Linked DNA regions of Triticum aestivum: region 1 is linked to region 2. A link is a contact called in public Hi-C data. All regions are on one chromosome and are shown on one strand. Each heading gives the region's core, a stretch centred on a gene start, on an enhancer-like site or on the middle of the called end of the contact. The rest is flanking DNA. Distances are from core to core; before and after follow the strand shown.

Evidence for each region. Hi-C and Micro-C count contacts between places; a contact is called where the count stands out from the background.
Region 1: a Hi-C map of leaf shows a contact between it and region 2, with 2.9 times the contacts expected there. The contact joins the enhancer-like site here to the promoter of LOC123055182 in region 2. A contact is called at or near these places in 2 of 5 Hi-C or Micro-C datasets (both in leaf).

The regions. Positions count from the first base shown.
Region 1 is chr2D:633,638,615-633,645,137 of IWGSC CS RefSeq v2.1, forward strand. LOC123055183 (sacsin) reads right to left here. Exons shown (of 13, transcript XM_044479152.1): 8 at 4,918-6,523; 9 at 4,711-4,843; 10 at 3,375-3,895; 11 at 2,356-3,267; 12 at 2,097-2,270; 13 at 1,320-1,738. The coding sequence ends at 1,541. Among protein-coding and RNA genes, the nearest start is that of LOC123055183, 17 kb to the right of the region's middle. Within about 2 kb of position 1,332, at least 1 of the 8 cell types and tissues checked has an H3K27ac peak or open chromatin away from gene starts, as enhancers often do. A contact at or near this core is called in leaf, where this site is marked.
Region 2 is chr2D:633,596,926-633,603,342 of IWGSC CS RefSeq v2.1, forward strand. It overlaps LOC123055182 (chaperone protein dnaJ C76, chloroplastic), which reads right to left and starts at 3,791. Exons shown (of 2, transcript XM_044479151.1): 1 at 2,841-3,791; 2 at 1,912-2,752. The coding sequence starts at 3,653. The coding sequence ends at 2,105.

The sequences.
Region 1 (6,523 bases), core at 82-2,581, 39 kb after region 2:
GGCCCAACCCTAGACATTCTAAGATCCTTTGTCAAACCTTCTCTACTTACACGGTTCGGTGATAAACCGACAATGGTTGTTGGTGAAACTGGTGATCTAGATGACCCAACAATCCTAACAATATATTATTCATACAAGTCGGAGACGTGCATGTGTCCCAAAGTTCGCACTATTGGGGAGTGGTAATCTCAGTTGGAGAGGTGCAAAAGCCAAAGCTCCCAAGCACCACCAAGTGGCTCATCCTTTTCTTCCTTTTGAGCCACTGCACGGATGAGTCTCAAATCACTTGCGGTTGATCTTGAAGGCGGCAACCAGGCCTTTACAAACTTCCTGGAGCACACCACACGCAAGGAAGCACCCGTGCATGACTCCTACCGCCTAGGAGTCCTGAGTATCAAAGAGTGACAGATTTGGTGATGAACAACTATGGGGATCACAAATTGGTTTGGTCAAAGTGTAGATCGGGTGATTCTCTTTCAATCCTCAAAGTTTGGTGGAGTTTGCGTGGAGGAATCAAGCTTTTAGGATTTGGCAACGGTGGAGAAAACTCAAGAAGAAGATTAGGGTTGGAGGAATAAGAAGGGTCTAGTTGTTGCCCACCAGCACACCTCGAGGACCTGAGCTAAAGGGTTGACATGCGGTTCCCCCAAAGGAAACTCTTAACCCCGGGGACCCAGGGGTCAGGGATCCTAGGACCCAGCCTATACAAAAAGGAAAACCTCCGCTCCGGGATCAGAGATTCCAAGGACTTTCTTAAAATTTGTGCAATCTCCTCGACGCTTTTTATAGTTTAGTTTTCCTACGACTCAAATAAATCAAAAGACATTTGAGCCTTCAGAAAATTGACTTTTTTTTCCGTCTGCGCGCGCCCTCCTCCGCTAGAGCGCGACGACGAGGAGGAACTGCCGGTGGTGCTGGAGGAGGCAGCAGCTCGGCATATGAGGCGCTGGCTGCTCTGCTTCGCTTGATTGGATTTGCTACTCTGCCTCTGCCCCCCGACTGGTGGGAGAAGCTTCAGCGACTCGATCACCAAACGTCGTTCTGGTGAGCAAGATTTTTTCTCGCTGCTCCTTGGAGCTTTTTTTGCTTTGCCTTTTTACCCCTGTGCCCACGCACGTACGGCGGCAGGGCACTGATATTTTGGACCAGCGAGCGTGGCTTGGCGCCAGAAATAAGGTACTAGGACTTTTCTGTAGCCAAATTGAAATAAACCCGAGGGGGTGACAGATTCATGATTCCGTCAGCAAGAAAGCGAAGTTTCCATGAGTTAGTTGGAAGTTGAAATCAAACGCTTTCAGCAGCTAGACGACGAACGAGTCTGAAGAAAACCGGAAGATGTTAGGCACCTCGCATCCGTATTTCGGGCAGCCCTGGGTATGAAGAGTTGAACTATTGGTGTGACGAAAAGGACTTTGCAGCAATTCTAAACTAACCTAAAAATGCGCTGTGGCTCATATTTACACATGCTCATATTTACAAACGCTCGTCGAGCAAAGAATGCGAGATCCGAACAACATCGAGCAGGTGCACCTCGGTGTCTTCATGGCCTGAATATCTTCATCATTTTGGACACCTGGGTCCGGCAAAACGGGCATCGCGACACCGAGCTCGAGCACCTGTTGCACAGGACGTGGCCACACGGTACAATGGTCATGTTGACCTCGTTGTTCAGGCAGACGCGGCACGACCATGCCGCCTTGGCAATGTCGGCTTCTTTCACCGCCGACTCGGCTTTCTCCTACAGTAGTAGTGTAAACAACTTTCAGTGTCATATAGGCAAGCATGTTTTCAGAAGAAGCGCTTTAAGTTAGAATTCAGAAGAGTGGTGATTCTGCAATGCTAACTAGGTAGCTATGCAATGCAACTACGAAGTGGTTTCCCTAGGACATTACATTGTGCAACTAACTACGCAATTTCTCCGGTCAGTGCGTCGAAACCCCTATGTAAACATCTACAGAAGTACAGATCCTGGTGAAAATCGCCTAAAAGACATGATATATGAGCACGCAGCATGTGTCTTAGTCGACAAGTGACTGACCGATACTACCAATAGGAACTGCTTTTAAGACAACATAAAAGACATAGAAGTGACAAACCTGCTCCACCAAGAGAGCCACTTGAGATTCTTTAAGCTGGTCTTGCAAGGAAAGAGTAGTCTCTAGCAGTGTTTCCTTCTCAGCATCCATCCTTACCCCTGCAGCTGAAAGCATATCATGGACTGCTTGAACCAGCTCCGTGGAAGATACTTTGCCGTATTCAAGCCCAGCAGCCTGTTAAACAGTAAAACTATTTTATGGCAAACAATCCAGATTCCAAAGAGTAGAGACTGCACCCCAAAAAAAATTGAAAACTAACCGTATTGTCTGTGCTTTCAGTTCTAGAGCTGACGGACGAGTGGCCCGGTTGTCCAACTTCTGCCACTCTACCAACATCCGGTAGGGAAGGAGCAGGAGAGAGGTCAGCCGTTGAAACACTCTTAAACGAGTAAACCTGACTGGAGAGTAGCATGCGAGTCTCGCCGGGGGCTGTCTCCACCGGAAACCTGTAAAGTGCTTGGCCGGCTGATGGCCTTACGTCTTCAGGAACCCTACCATACCTGAGCTTTTCCCCCTCTTTTCCTGTCTTCCATGCCACAATCTCTCCGCTGTAGAATGGTCTCAACGGAAGGAATTGGACCTGGCGAGCATCTTGTGACAATAACTCTCCTCCCAGGGAACAGTCGTACCTTCCTTCGCGTTTCGAAACTCCAACGTCAGTGCCAAGATGGAGTATTTGAAGCACTTCTTTCTCTGAACCATCCGGGCATGCAAATACCGAAGCGATTGGCAAGATTACTGGTGCCCCTAATCTGTGACTGACGACAATTGCAATAACATCATGTACTGTCAAAAAACTCGGGGGCTCTGCAATTAGAATATGACCCATGGATTTATCAGCAAAATAAATGCTTCGGTGCTTTCTGTTGCTTGACCACTCAGGAAGAGAAGGATGCTGAGCTGTTCTCGTAACATCTTGGAGATTGGGAAGCAACAGGAAGCGAGTATGGACATGTTTAACAAACTGCAGATTCTGTGATATATCCTTCAGTATACTTTCTATTTGCACTATACTGAGGGCTTCAAAAGAAGGGAAATGATTGGTTATACCGATCATCACAATCCTTAATGCAGCATGCAAAGATTTACTGAGCAGTTTCTCTTTTATTCTATCCAGAGTAACTGAGCAAATGTTGTCCAGAACCTCAAGCTCTTCTTTCCCATCAAGTTCCTGACAAGGCAAAATTTAAGTTAACTTGAAATAGAAACCACTTAAGATTGCTTGCGCAAAATCATTTATTTGGCAAAGAAATGTCAGATCACGTTAGAGAAGTATACCTCTACAATGACATCGGAGAGTCTTTTTATGCCCAAGGCCTTGCAAATGTTCTGAGGAAGATCTGGGTGAGCAAATCTTATCCTGGATGTATTTATATTACTCAGGAAATGAGAACCATATGGGTCAATATACACACATGATGTAGCTGAGACAAGCCTGCAGCCATCATCTGGTATTACAGAATCAAAAAGCCCTTCTGATCCGTCTGAGATAGGCTGGTTGACTCCTGAACACATGTAGTCCAAGATTTCCATCACTGCGCGGAGTTCGTTTGGGTTCAGGCGTTGGTAACCACATGCTTTTTGGATATCTAAAAGGAGCTCCTTTGCATAAGAGTTTGTAAGGCTTTCCTGCATCCCAATTTCTCTAAGAATGGCAACAAATGGAAGATACAGACTTGGAAGTTCAAAAGCAAAAGGTGACATGTTGATAGTCAGACGAGCAAAAAGTGATTTCGCTTCTATTAAGCGAGTACCATTTGCAACTGGTATAAATGCCAGTTCCATCAATTCTGTTTTTCCTGAAAAGAAAATCAAGCAATAAAAACAATCAGTTTAAAGTAATAGCGGATCTCTTTTCAAAAAGCAACAAAAACCCACCGCACCTTCCCTTCTGTGGTTCTCTATATACCATAGCAAACAAAAGCTTGTGCATATGTATAAATACAACCTCAAGGGCATGTCTTAGTAAGTTCATTAGTAGCTGTATTGGCTTTATGGTTTATCAGTTATGACTTCTTACTACCGCAATCAAGCAACATGGATAAGCACAATGGCAAAATGTCAAAATCACACATGACCATGGTAATAACTGTTCATTTATTTACAATATCAGCAAGAAGTAAATCTCACTCAAGCAAGAAAATGATTCCCGGCTGAAATAAATGAAGACATTGAGTTGATGCAGAGAACAAGCGATTATGAATAGTTCGCCACAGGTTTTAACCTTTTTGAAATATGGAGCATCTACTGGCCTCAAAAAGTTATACGTGAAAAAGGAAATTTATTAGATCAAATCTAGATATTTAGGAGACTCGCATGACCATTTCAGGTGCAATTTAATCTGGATATATTGTCTTCACTTTTCAGGGCTTCATCCGCCTTACAGGCCACACGAAAATTTGCATGATTGCACTCAAATATGAAACCTCACCGAATAGAATTGGGACTGGTTGCAACACCAAGTATATCATTAGGTGTCTTGTAGTAAAAAATGAGAGAACAAACTTCACCACAAGAAATTGGAACTGAAGAGAGTACAAAGGTGATGAACTAACGATATTACTACAAATGGCATATACAGTAAGGTAAAAGCTTAGTTGCGTATTTGTGCTACCTGAAGACGATATTGTTCCCCATACTTTCTCCAAGTACTGCAAGATCCTGAGAAAGGCATCCTCTACTGTCATTATCCCTGATGAAGATGGCCAGTGTGCCAGTGTGTCCTCACCATTGCCTCTCCCAACAGTCTGTTTAATTTCACAAAAAAGGTAAGGGAAGAAATCATTTCGATATTAAACTGCAAGTGTTTTACAACATTGACCTGCAAGTGCTTTAGAACTGTAGAGAAGGCAGGGGGACTCCGAAGCTGAAATGCTCCCCAAGAAAAATCAGGTGGAATAATTGATTGTTTGGCAAGAATTGGAGCAGAACTCCATGCCAGTGGCCAGTCCTTTAATAAGATAGCTTCACTATAAGATGCAAATACCCTTCTACCCCCTTTCTTGCCACCAATACTTGGAAAGCCTTTTTCTGCAGGTACAAATACAATTTTTCCGATCTTTTGGCAAAAACTGCTATCATACAAAGTAGCAAAATTTGCCAAAATCACATTTACAACAGATTCTGCCAATGACCATAACTCAAAAGGAATTTCATTTTTTCTGTCTGACAAGTCTGCATCAAAGTCATCATGTTTCTCTAAAGATGACATCACATCATTTCCCATTGTTTCTATTTTCGTAGCACACTGTACTATCATATCAGCCTCTGTAGATATCCGAAGACCCACTTTTCTGAGTATACCAAGCCAACCATCTGACATGAACCTTTCGCCAGGGAACTTATTTCTCTCCCCAGAAAATACTGAAGCCAGCAAAGCATCTGAAGGGTCAAGTAGTTCCTTTGGTTTGAACAGCTCTGTACAAAACTCATTTGCATTTGTCACAAAATTAGTCTCCCTCAAGGTATTTACTACAGCTGAATTAAGTTGCAGATCTTTCCAGTTAGCATACAAGTAAGCCAAAATGTCTTCCTGCTCTTGAACTGTTTTGTTCCCAAAGCCAGGCAAAGCAAACCTCACTAGTATTTCTTGATCATTTAATTGTTCAACCCCCAACGCCTGAAGAAACAAATTTGCATTATCTGAGCTAGAAAAACACCGGGAATCACTGGGGTGAAAGAATGCTGTGGGAGAAATAATGCAATGATCAGACCCTGAAAGACTAGTATATGCTCCTGTAACTGTTTTATACATCGGAAGCTCTCTCAAGGCATCCAATTCTTCTCTCTGATAAAGGTGGCTGCTAGATAATCTGAAGTCTGAGACAAATAGCATGAACAGTCTATCACAATCTTCACTTGATAGACTAAGTGATGAAGGTAAATGAGCATCATTTTTTATTGAAACTAACTTAGAAGCAATCGTCTGTCCAAGAGTTCGATCACGTGAAGGAAACAAATTGCATATGACACCACACTCTGGGAAAGACAAATCAAGAATTGGTATGTTCAACTGATTAAGCAGAGCAGATAACCACGGAAACTTTGAGTTCATTGACTCGAATGCAGTATCAAGTGGACTCTTCTGTTGAGCTTCACCAGTGTCATCTCCGTTTAGACCAGATGTATCAACCTCACTAGCTACATCATCAACAACCGCACTAACATGTACCATCTGAGTGTTTGAATCATCTACTGGAGGTACAAATATTAGATGGCGTTCTTTCACACAGCAGAGAATTGGCCTGTTGAGAAAAGCAGGAATCAAGGGCCAATCAGACACAAGTGAAAGGTCACCATTCAAGGAGCTAAATATTTTCCAGAAGCTTCTAATCCATTTGGGAGTTGGCCCAGTGGTAGATGAATCAGAACTACTGTCCCAAGGAACCCATTGTGGCTTCCTCTCAACTGCACGTACCCAACGCTCA
Region 2 (6,417 bases), core at 2,541-5,040:
CGTGAATGTACGGAAAAAATATTTAAAAATTGGATAGTTGAAGAACTTGCATAAAAAAGTTGGCCAATGTAAAAAAGGTTCATGTATTCAAATAAGTTCACGAATTCAAAAACAAAAGTTCATGAAATGGAAATAAAGTGCACAAATTTTGTAAAAAAAAGTTCAGAACAATGAAGACGAGCATGAGTTTCAAAAAAGTTAACAGATTTGAAAAAAGTTCATCGAATTTGAAAAAAAGTTTATCGAATTTTAAAAAAGTTCATCTGATTTGAAAATTCTTCATCAAATTTAAAAACAGTTCAGCGAATTTGAAAAAAAGTTCACTGGATTTGGAAAAAGTTCATCAACTTTTGAAAAAAGTTCACCAGATTTAAAAATAGTTCATCGAATTTGAAAATTCTTAATCAAATTTGCATAAATTTCATCGAATTTGAAAAAAAGTTCATCGGGTTTGATAAAAAATCATCAAATTAGAAAATAGTTCTTCGAATTAGAAAAAAAGTCAAAATTGAAAAAGAGTTCATCGAATTTGTAAAAAAATCATCATTTGTTAAAATAGTTCACTAAAAATAGAAAAAAGTTCATTGATTTTGAAAACAAAAACACCATCGATTTGAAAAAGGTTCTCGCATTTAAGAAAAGAGAAAAAGGAAAAAAATTGATGAGGGGATAAACCAGGAAGAAGAAGAAAGAAAAAACAAAAAACGAAAATGAAAAAAAAGGAAAATGAGAAAAAGAAAAAAAGAAAAAAGAGGAAGGCAAGGAATGAAAGATGTAAAAAGTTGAAGTTTATCGGATCCCGCTTGCTGGCGCGGTGGTTGTGCAAACAAATCTGTTCCAGGGAGGTCTCTGGTTTGATTCTCAATGAGCGCACCAATTTTTTGCGTACGATGAGAATACATTGTAATGGGCCGGCCCAGCGCGGGGTGCTGCAGGCGCCCGTTTGTAAATTTGCCAATAACGGGCGCCTGCAGCGCTAAATAGGAAATGCCTTGGTATTGAACCACCAAAATATATATTAACCTCGTTAGAGCATCTCTAATAGACGGTCCAAATGTAAAAATATCTAACTTTTGGACCGTCTGAGGCAAAAAACGCTGCTCCAACAGACGGTCCATATGTAAAAATATTTGGACCGCGGCCTCCTCGTGATGTAAAATACAACACCTCGCGGTACAAATTTACATCACGAGATGCATCTGGTCCAAACTCGGCGACCGCCCACCAACGCCCAACCGCCACTTCATTTCATTTCACAGCCGCGCATGTCCGCCCGCCCGAACACCAGTCGGCCGGAATCCGTCGCCGCCACCGCCCAAATCCCCGCCGCCACCGCCCCAAATCGCCGCGCCGCCCTCCGCCGCCCTCGCCCCCGTCGCCTCCCTCGCCGGAAGCCGTCTCGCAGCCGCCCGGGCGCCGCCGAATCGGGAGGCAGCCATGGTGGGATTCGGCGCCTCCGGCGGTCTGGCTGCCCATGTAGGCCTCCGCCGGGTCCTTAGGCCACCGCCTCCCGGCCCCGCCGCCGCCCCGCACTGTCCAGCCGAGCTGCCGTCGTTGCTGCCCCGTGCAGCGTGCCTGTGCCGTTGCTCGTGGTGTTCGCCTCGGCCGCTGCCCGCCTCTGTTGCTGCTGGCCGGCAAAGGAGCACGTATAGGGGAGCTCGGGCTCCGGCCATGGCGACCACGAACGAGCACGGGAGCGGTGGCAAACGACACCGATCGAAGGGGAAAAATAGAGGGATTGGGAGAGGAGCTCATCACGGGGAGGATGACGTGCTCGGGGAGGTCGGGGAGAGCTTGATGGCGATGGATTTGACGAAGGCGGCCGACGTCCCGAGGTTGAAGAAGACGATCAAGGCGATTTTACATCTTCATTTTGGACCATCTGTTGGAGTTGCTCTTTTGGACCATCAATTTGGACTATCTGTTAGAGTTGAGCTTTTTTCGGAGCTCCAAAACGCACTTTTTGACGGTCCAAATTTTACATCTTCGGTTTTAGACCGCCAAATTTTGAACCATCTATTGGAGATGCTCTTACGACGCACGGCTATTACCTAGTACTACAAATTACAGCTTTGTTCTATCTCTAACTACGTCGCGTGCACATTCATTCTCTGGATTCCTGGTCGTTCCTTCTTCCAAGCACCACCTGAAGGAAGCCGGCGACAGCGGCCCCGATGATGAACCACGTCACACCGGCCAAGACGACCTGAAGCTCGGAGCTATTCACGACTCCCAGAGCGGCCGCACCGCCGATGTGGTCCTCGATCACGCCCCCGGCCATCTCCTCCCTGTTGTACCCGGCGATCCCCGCCGCGACGATCGCCATCAGCAGCGGCACCGTCAGGTCGATCCTCACCCTCCTCTCGGCCGGTCTCTCGCCACCGGACGCTCTTCGCACCCGTCTCCGCGGCGGCGCGGCGCTCTGGGCCTCCGGCGACGGAAACGAGGCCGTGGACGGCAGGTTCCGCTGCGGGGTCCAGTACTCGTCGCGCTGGCGGGCGTATACCGCCGACGCCGTCGCGCCCTCCGCCTTGCGTCGCGCGGCTGCTTCCTTGAGCCTCTCCGTGACGGGGTCAGCCACTTCTTTAGAAGGCGGCGGTGACGATGGCGGTGGCAGCAGGCGGAGAGGGGCAGGGACGGCGGCGGTGGCGGCGCCGGCCGGGGCTCTGAACGGCCGCCAGTACCACCAGTTGGACATGGACATGATGGTCTGAACCGCCGAGCTCCTCGACTGCCACGTCGCCTCCGACTCCTGCGTTCACCATTCACCATTGATGTGATGTGATTAGCTGAGCAGAGCATGTTCACGAGGCAGCTGGGTTGGATGAAATTAGTACTACCTCGGATTGCCTGGTGGCGGACTTGTTCTCCATCTTCTCGAACCTGGCCTTGAACTTGGCGACCTCGGCGAAGATGTCGGGCGAGCCGGCGGCGTTGGCCTCGGAGACGCGGACCCTGCGGCGCGGCAGCTTGGACATGAGGAACTCGAGCGCCGCCAGGTCCGACCGTTCCACATACGAGATGCAGTCGACGGGGCAGGTCTGGACGGCGTCGGCGATGCGGTCCTCGGGGTCGGCCCACTGGGCGACGACGCGGGCGCGGCCGTGCACGGACTCGATGGCGAAGGTTTGGCCGGCGTGGAGCGCGCACTTGAGGCAGCCGACGCAGGCCACCTCGTCGACGAACACGGCGCGCGTCTCGGCGTCCCCGCCGCGCCACGACGAGTAGAGCGGGCGGCCCGTGTAGCCCTGGAACTCGGACCGGCGCGCGTGCTCCCGGTCGTAGGCCCGGCGCTGCGCCGGGTCGGAGAGCAGCGCGTACACCTCGTTGAGCACCACGGCCATGTCGTGGGAGGAGGGGCCGGCCGAGGCGTCTCCGTTGCCGGCGGCGACGTCCGGGTGGCAGCGCTTCTGCAGCGCCCGGTAGGCGGCCTTGATGTCGGCCTGCGGCGACGAGGGCTCCACCCCCAGCAGCTCGTACAGGTCGTAGTCCGTCGCCCACGACGACCCCGCGCGCCCGCCGCCGCTAGAGCTGGACGACGAGGAGGAGGAGGCGGCGGCTTGGCATCTGAGGCGGTGGCGGGAGGGCCTGAAGCTGGAGCACGGCCTGGGGTTGGCGAGGGGGGCGGCGGTGTTGAGGAGAAGCCCGGGCATGGCTGCTCCCCTCTGCTTTGCTTGATTGGCTTTGCTCCTCTGCCTCCCGAATGGTGGGAGAAGCTTGAGCGACTCGATCACGACACGTCGTGCTTGTGAGCGAGATTTTTCCTCGCCGCTCCTTTGGAGCCTTTTGCTTTGCCTTTTACCGGTGTGCCCACGTACGGCGGCTGGGCACTGATATTTTGGACAAGCTTCGGTAGGCGCCAGAAATAAGGTACTCCATACTTACTACGCCCTGAATTACTTGTTTCGAAAATAGACGTATCTATAATTAAAATACGTCTAAATACATCCATTTCTGTAACAATTAATTCTGAACGGAGGAAGTACTAGTAGGGATTTTCTTCTGTAAACAAATTGAAACAAACATGAGGTGGTGACTGCTCCGTGATTTCATCGGTAAGAAAACGAGGTATCCGGTACTTGGTTGGAAGGAAAAAAATCAAACGCTTTCAGCAGCTAGATTTTTCTTTCAGGAAACTTTTGATCTATTTCAACCAGCGACAACCGCAAGCATTGAAAGAAGTAGAAGTTCATCATCGTCCATCTCTCAACGGAGCCAGGACATATTATTGTAGTAGACAATTAAAAAGTCATGTCATTGATGAAAAGAAGTAAGATTAAAAGGATTAAAACTCACTAGTAGAAAAGGGGGCTTTGGTCCAGGTCGGGTCAGCCCATTAGTCCCGGTTCAGTCCAGAACCGGGACCCATGGGGCATTGGACCCGGTTCATGAGCCCAGGGGGCCGGCCGGGCCACGTGAGCCATTGGTCCCGGTTCGTCTGGATTTTTGGTCCCGGTTGGTGGGACGAACCGGGACCAATGAACCTGGCTCCTGGCCCACCATCATTGGTCCCGATTGGTGGCTTGAACCGGGACAACAGGCTGCCCTTTAGTCCCGGTTCGTGCCACGAACCGGGACCATTGAGGCGCCTATATATACCCCTCGCCCGCGAGCAGAGCACTCCAGTGCTCTGTTTCTCTCTGGCCGGGGAGGGGAGGGCTTTGTGGTGCTCTAGCTCACCTCCTATGCACATGAGGTGTTCGATGAAATGCCCAAGCCACACTAGTTAAGCTTTCTCCTCTCGAAGCACGACCTCCGAACTCTATTTTTCCCGAGATTTGTCTAGGTTTATATTAGCGGCCCGTCACGCCCCGTCCCCGTCTTCACTGTCGTCGATCGCCCGCGCCGATCTCGTCGACGGCACCACCGTGGTGAGCCTCTTGTTCTTATCTTCTTTCTGAAAGAAAAAAATTCTTTCTTTAGAGATATATACTTGTCTAATTTTCTTACTATTTTATTGCTTGTTATTATATAGTGCGATGGTTTTGGTATCCGCCCCCGTCGGCCCTCGTCCTGTCTATGATTCGGATGTGGTATATATTATCTTTATAACTATTGCTTCATTTATTGTTTATGAAAATTATGCCGACCAATGTGACATAGATTTTATTTATCTAGGAGGTATGTGAGCCGGAAATTCCAACTGACCCTACTGTCGAGAGGTTAAATTTAGTTGAAGAAGAAAACAATTTCTTGAAGGAAAAAATAAAAAAAAATTGAGGAGGAGAAGATGATATTGGAGTTGCATGTCGCGGATGTCGTCGATGATCACAAGATCAAGATGGATGCAATGCGCCTGAAGATTAGAAAATATGCCATTCATACCGAGGCTTGGTATCATTATGCCGTTGGATCAATTGTTACCTTGGTTGCGATTATGATCGCATTTGTTTTCGCATTGAAATGTTTTACATAGTTTCAATGTATGGTTTAATTAATTTAGATGCTCTGGAGAGCTTTATGTTGTTAGATGAGAACTATGTATGTACTTTGGTTTTAATGTGATGATGAACTTCTATTAATTTGGTCACTTAATTAGCTATTCATGATGTTCGGTAATGGTATTTGACACACTTAATTATATATAATGCACGCAGATGAATCGGCAATGGATGTACGGTGACAGACACACCTCCGAGTACATTAAGGGCGTGCATGATTTTCTCGAAGTGGCTGAGGCAAACAAGCAGAATGGTTTTATGTGTTGTCCATGCCCTATATGTGCGAATACGAAGTCTTACTTTGACCGGAAAATCCTTCACACCCACCTGCTTTACAAGGGTTTCATGCCACACTATAATGTTTGGACGAGGCACGGAGAAATAGGGGTTATGATGGAAGACGGCGAAGAAGAAGAGTACGATGACAACTATGTGCCCCCTGAATACGATGATGCTACTGAACATCAAGAGGAACCAGACGATGTGCACGATGATGCTGCAACGGGCGAAGCTGCTGAAGATCAAGAGGAACCAGACGATGTGCCCGATGATGATGATCTCCGCCGGGTCATTGTCGATGCAAGGACGCAATGCGAAAGTCAAAAGGAGAAGCTGAAGTTCGATCGCATGTTAGAGGATCACAAAAAAGGGTTGTACCCCAATTGCGAAGATGGCAACACAAAGCTCGGTACCGTACTGGAATTGCTGTAGTGGAAGGCAGAGAATGCTGTGGCTGACAAAGGATTTGAGAAGCTACTGAAAATATTGAAGAAGAAGCTTCCAAAGGATAACGAATTGCCCGACAGTACATACGCAGCAAAGAAGGTCGTATGCCCTCTAGGATTGGAGGTGCAGAAGATACATGCATGCCCTAATGACTGCATCCTCTACCGCGGTGCGTACAAGGATCTGAACGCATGCCCTGTATGGGGTGCATTACGGTATAACATCAGACGAGATGACCCTGGTGATGTTG